Linked DNA regions of Hordeum vulgare: region 2 is linked to region 1. Evidence: chromatin contacts called from public Hi-C data. All regions are on one chromosome and are shown on one strand. The core of a region is the stretch at or near the end of the contact, and the rest is flanking DNA. Distances in the headings are between cores, read along the strand shown.

What was found. A called contact is a pair of places that touch in the nucleus more often than the background predicts.
Region 2: a Hi-C map of leaf shows a contact between it and region 1, with 5 times the contacts expected there. The contact joins the promoter of LOC123414717 here to the promoter of LOC123414343 in region 1. A contact is called at or near these places in 2 of 6 Hi-C or Micro-C datasets (leaf and seedling).

Annotation. Positions count from the first base shown.
Region 1 is chr1H:46,170,064-46,172,763 of MorexV3_pseudomolecules_assembly, forward strand. It overlaps LOC123414343 (metal tolerance protein 1-like), which reads right to left and starts at 1,272. Exons shown (of 2, transcript XM_045106670.1): 1 at 1,077-1,272.
Region 2 is chr1H:46,806,824-46,809,685 of MorexV3_pseudomolecules_assembly, forward strand. It overlaps LOC123414717 (glutamate--cysteine ligase B, chloroplastic), which reads left to right and starts at 1,613. Exons shown (of 16, transcript XM_045106678.1): 1 at 1,613-1,700; 2 at 1,802-2,071; 3 at 2,849-2,862. The coding sequence starts at 1,821.

The sequences.
Region 1 (2,700 bases), core at 22-2,521:
CGCGGGTGAGCCGGGAACCGCACGAGGCGGAATGGAGTGGGCGAGCCCTCTCGCCGTGGATGGCCCATTGGTGGCAACGGGGCGGAGCGGAGTGGAAGATCAATCCACGGATAATCATCCTTGGTTACGGCGGGGCAACCAGAGAGTGGAAGAGCGAGAGGAAGAGGGAGGGAGGCTGAGGCGAGGATAGGAGAGGCGCTAACCTGGGTGGGGATGGACGGAGCCTCGGCGGTGAGCAGCGCCGCCGCCGCCGCCGCCACGGAGTTGTGCGACACGCGACGGTAGGGAGGGAGGGAGGCGGTTCGTGGGCTCGTGGCAAGGAGGCGTGAGTCGCCAGGGGATTGTGAAGAAAAGGGGCGAGCCCAAGGGTAGTTGGGTAATTCGTGTCGGTAAAGGAAAGGAAAGGAAAAGGAGGAGGGATATCCCGACCTCCGATCCTTTGGATACCCTTCTCCCGCAGAATTTATTTACCGTGGCCACTTCGTGATTATAGAGTAAAAAAAAAAGGAAGAAGAAGAATGCAACGAAACGGCCATGCTTTCCGTTTCGAAGCACGTGACGGCGACGACGCAGGTTACGGATCTTTTGTGCCGCGCGCATTAAAACCAAAAAAACTGATTTGAGCTCTACTGTGACCCATCCAAACCAGGACCGAAGTTCAAAGAAAACCTGGAATTCGCCAACGTAGCAGCGGGGGATTACTGCTGGAGGTTCAAAGAAAGCAGCGTCGCGTCAGAGATGATGGCTGATGGCGAATCGTACTATGTGCGAGCGAGCACATTCGATTCGTCGTGCGGGCGACCAGAGCGGCGGGGGGAAGAAAGAGGGTCTCGCACGGCTCCGCGCGCCGTCGGGAGCCTTCTGCCGCCTTCTTGGTGGTGCCGCCCGCGCCGATCGACGGGAACGGAAACGGGAACGAAGTCGAGGGAGCGAGAACGTTTTGCAGCAACTACGGAGGAGGAAGGGGACGGGGAGTGCCATGGACGATAAAGCGGAGAGTCTGCCGAGCGGACGTCGGCGTCCACGGAACTGGGAGGAATGTTGGCTGGATGCTTGGAGACTGGGATGGGTTTTACCTGTGCCTGCTCTGGACGCCGGTGGCCGGCCGGTGATCCCCGCGAGCGCGGGAGGGCGGCGGGAGGCGGCTGGCGATCTTCGCGCGCGGGCGTCGGCGGGGTTGGGGGCCGAGGAGGAGGACTGGTAGGAGAGGAGGAGGGATGGGTCGGGTGGACAGGTGCCTTGCGGATCTCGTTTTATAAGGCCAGCTCACACGAGCAAAACGGGGAAGGGGTTTCTTTATGGCTTACTCAGACAACTCACGCCGCGCAGGGGGAAAATTGTCAGCACTCACCTCATTCCGGGTTTTGCCAACTATGATTCTGTTTGGATCCTCTAACTCAGTTAGTGGTTAGGGTTAAATTCTAATTCTAGACTAATCTTAAATTAACTCTAACTAAAGAGGTGTTTGAATAGCAGGGTTAAATTGTAAATAAATGATTTTTTTTCAATCATTTGGTTCCTTTAACCAAGATTTGGTATGGTGAAGGTAGAGGAAAAAGTAACTTTTCTTGGCCCCATCTAACTCTAACCCAAATAAGCATCTCTTAGGTGGGTTAGTTTTTTTGGATGGGTTAGATGCATCTAACCAACTCTAACTCTCCTGTTTGGATGTTTTGGGTTAGTTCAGTCCAATCTAACCAACTCTAATTCTAACCCATGGATCCAAACAGGGTCTATGGAATTTGCCTTTAGAGTTCAGATTTCGTATGAATTCTGTTTAAATAGTACATCCAACCTAGATTCTATCTGCTTTCTTTTAACGCAATACGGATGCAAACACTCGTAAAGTTATTTGCTTCTATCTTGTCCTTTGTGCCGGTATTGATGTCTTTCAAAACATGCTTTCGTCCCGTTTTATATGTAAAACAATAACACCCAAGTTACATGGCGGGACGATATAATGTCGTGGGGTAGCCCCCCGATACAACAGATCCCTAAATACGGAGCCAACATAATCACACAAGACTACATGGCTGGAAAACTACAGACGGAAAGACCAGAGTACAACGCTACGACCACCGCTGCCAAGCCCAAAAGGACAAGGGTTTTCACCCGAAGACTCGTCATTGAGAGGGGAACCACGATGACGTCTTCAAGAAGATAGCGACACTCGCAGATGTCGGCGGCGCCGCCGCCAAAGCGCGGAGTTTTCGCTCGACAGCTCACCTGTGTCGCCAAGAGATACCCAGACCAATCGCGACGAGAACCGGCCTCCAGATCCGGATACGGGCAACGTCATTTCCCAAGACACAAAGTAAGCCCTGAGCCACCCACCGCTACACCCCGCATTGTCCAGACGACCAACAAGCGTAGCCACCACTGTTGTCATGGGACCTGCCGGAAAGCCACCATACTGACCGCCCTTCGGGCCACCGTCCTCGCATCCATGTCCCGAGACACCACCAAATGTCAACATCACAACACGCAACCACAGTGGGAAGAACAGAAGGGATCTCCTAATCCTAGCACGACATCAACAACCTAGCCTGGGTGAGCGCATCCACCGTAGGGGTGATACGTCTCCAACATTTCTATTTTTTTATTGTTCCATGCTATTATTTTATCATTTTTGGATGCTTTATATGCATTTATATGTTGTTTTATATCATTTTTGGCAACTAACCTATTGACCCAGTGTCT
Region 2 (2,862 bases), core at 363-2,862, 640 kb after region 1:
TCCTGCAACACGTCACCCAAGCTTTGGTGCTTTCGCGACCTCATTGCGCACGTCATGACATACCGTGGGTGTACAATAGCTATGGAAGATGCTTAATTTGGCAATTAACAAGCCATAATCAGTAGCGGCACTAACCCCACTCACTCATAAAGAATAATTAAAAAAAGGAAAAGAAAAAAAATACATGTAATAAACCTTTAAAAAATATAATCAACAGCTAAATCATCACGAAACCTCTCTCCTCTCCTACCACCGATGAAGACGAAGTAAATTGGATTATGAGCGCAACATCGACAAAAAAAGCACTACACGCTCCATGATGTAGTCATTGTTGCTCTTGTGATGCCGTGCTCCTTTTCTACATGTTGTTGTCACTCCCTAAAACCACCGCTTAACAAACTATGCCAATGGTACCCGACCGCCATGCTCTACTCCCTTCTACGCCTCTCGACGTTATGGTTTTTGTAAGACAAACGCCCTAAGAATTAGGGTTGGTGACATCTGCTCGAACAAGAGTTATCAAAAGAGAAAACAACTAACCTTAACCTTAGATTATCAAAGCCGTTTATTTTTCGGCATCCAAGATTGTTTAGAATATAGAGCGAGCGGCGATAACCGATGATTATTCAGAATCGACGAGTTCCTTCGACACGGCGATGATCAAGCATCGTGGCCGAGAGCAAAATGGCGCTGCTTTTAAGCTTGCTTCACATTTGTCCGCGGCATGATGAGCCCCTCCGACTTCTTATATTCATACCGTTCTTAAAGGACCTTGTGATAATTGAGCAAAGTCGCCCAAAGTTTTTTAAAAAGAGCCTAGTACGTAGTATAAGTGCACGTGCACTGATGCTCGTGACGGTGCAGTCCGAAAAGCCACGGCCGTCCAGGGCCGAACCTGCCCTCGAAGACGGGCAAGGTTCATTCCGATCCATGATCATGCAAATGTACTACCAGGAGAAGGGATGGCATCGTAGTAGCGCCTGGCAGACAATTTTTGTTCCGTTTTCATCTTCTCTCGGACGACAAAACGCGTGCTCTGGATGTCGTTCTGAGAGCCGAGGCACCAGGAGCTTCCAGGACGAATCAGTGTGCAAGCAAAACGGCGTAATATTTTTCTTCTCAACGCAAGACAATCTCTCTCTCTCTCTCTCTCTCTCATGTCGAGCCGTGCGCTTTCATGCCGCCGCCGTGGCCGTGGCCGTGGCACGGAGCGCCTGCGCCCCACCTCATCGCCGACGTCATTAGCCACTGGCGGCGGCGGCCGTACGAGAACCATCGGCGAAGCTTAATCCCAGCAATTAACAAGCCGTAATCATTAGCGCCAGCGCCCCCCACCACCGAGGAAAGGCAAAAAAAAAAGGAAGGATTAGCAAATCGCCAGCTGTCCAAATCACCCCCTGCTCTGCTCACTCACCAGCTGCTGAGGGAGCGGATTGGGTGACGCGCGCAGCAGCATCCCGCACTTCAAGGCGTCGTCGCTGCTGACGGACGCCCTCCCTCGCCGCCGCCGCTGACGCGTGGGCCCCGCCCCCCACCGCTTTATAACCGCGCCGACGCCGCCCCCATCCCACCCCCCTCCCCCCGCACGCTCCCCCCCTCCGTCCCGAACTCTGAAGCAGCGGCGGACGGCGGCGCGCGCGTCTCCGTCTCCGTCTCCTCGCGCGGCGAATCGCGGACGGAATCGTACCGGTTCTCCGTAGGTGGGTTGGGCGGGGGGTGCGATGGCGACGTCGCGTCGGTATTCCCGCGATTCGCGCTGAGCTTTTTGTTCGTTTTCTGCGGATTTTTTCCCGTCTCTCAGGTTCCTGTTGGGCGTGGCGATGGCGGTCGCGTCGCGGCTGGCGGTGGCGCGGGTAGTCCCGCCGGACGGCGACGCGGGGACCGGTAGGCGGGGCCGGACGGGGTTCGCGGTGGTCGGGCTCCCCGCGGCGGCGAGGAGGGGGAGGCGGCGCGGCGGGGCCGTGGCGGCCAGCCCACCCACGGAGGAGGCGGCCAAGCTGACGGAGCCGCTCACCAAGGAGGACCTCGTCGCCTACCTCGCGTCCGGGTGCAAGCCCAAGGAGAACTGGAGGTGAGGAGCTTCCACATGGCGGTAGAATTCCCGTACTGTTACTTACTGCTGGAACTGGAACGGCTGGAACGGCCGATTCTCACTTCCCAGCTTGCTGTTTAACTCTGCAATTGGGGATTTTGTATTCAATGTTCAGTTGCCCCTGGAGCGGTGGAAGTTTCACATGAGTCAGTCAGTGCCTTGTAGTGACGAACTGGGTGATGTTTGCTACTAGTTTGAAATTGTAGGAATAGTAAGAGGGCGGATGCGTCGAAGTGACCTTTAGTTGTGCCTAATTAGCAAATGAAGCTCTGCGTTGTTCATGGAAGGGGGCACATGGTATTGGTTAGCATAGTTATACTAGACTAGGAACTGAATTGGAGACACATTGTGTTATCTTGTTGGCAAATGGCGCAGCTCATGCACTCATATAATGCTGGAAGTAGTAAAATTGCAATTTGTACATAGAGCAACAAAAACTGATATGTTAGTTAATACGAGTATGTTATATGTGGAAAAAGTAAGCTTACAAATGATTGTCTTAAATGACAGAAAAAGTCTCACTAAGATTAGATATGCTATAGTACTTAATATATCTTGTTAATGTGATGAGTGTACTCATTTTTTCCAATCAGTACATTTATTGGAGATGAAGATCGTTCTGGTGCCTGTGTTCAAATTATTACGGATTTGACAATATATTTTTGTTTTTCTTGAATTTCTATTCCTGTATGATTCCTACCGACTATTTCGGTTAGTTATCTGGTCCATTCCGTGAGTAAATTTCCTGTTATGCAGAATTGGCACAGAAC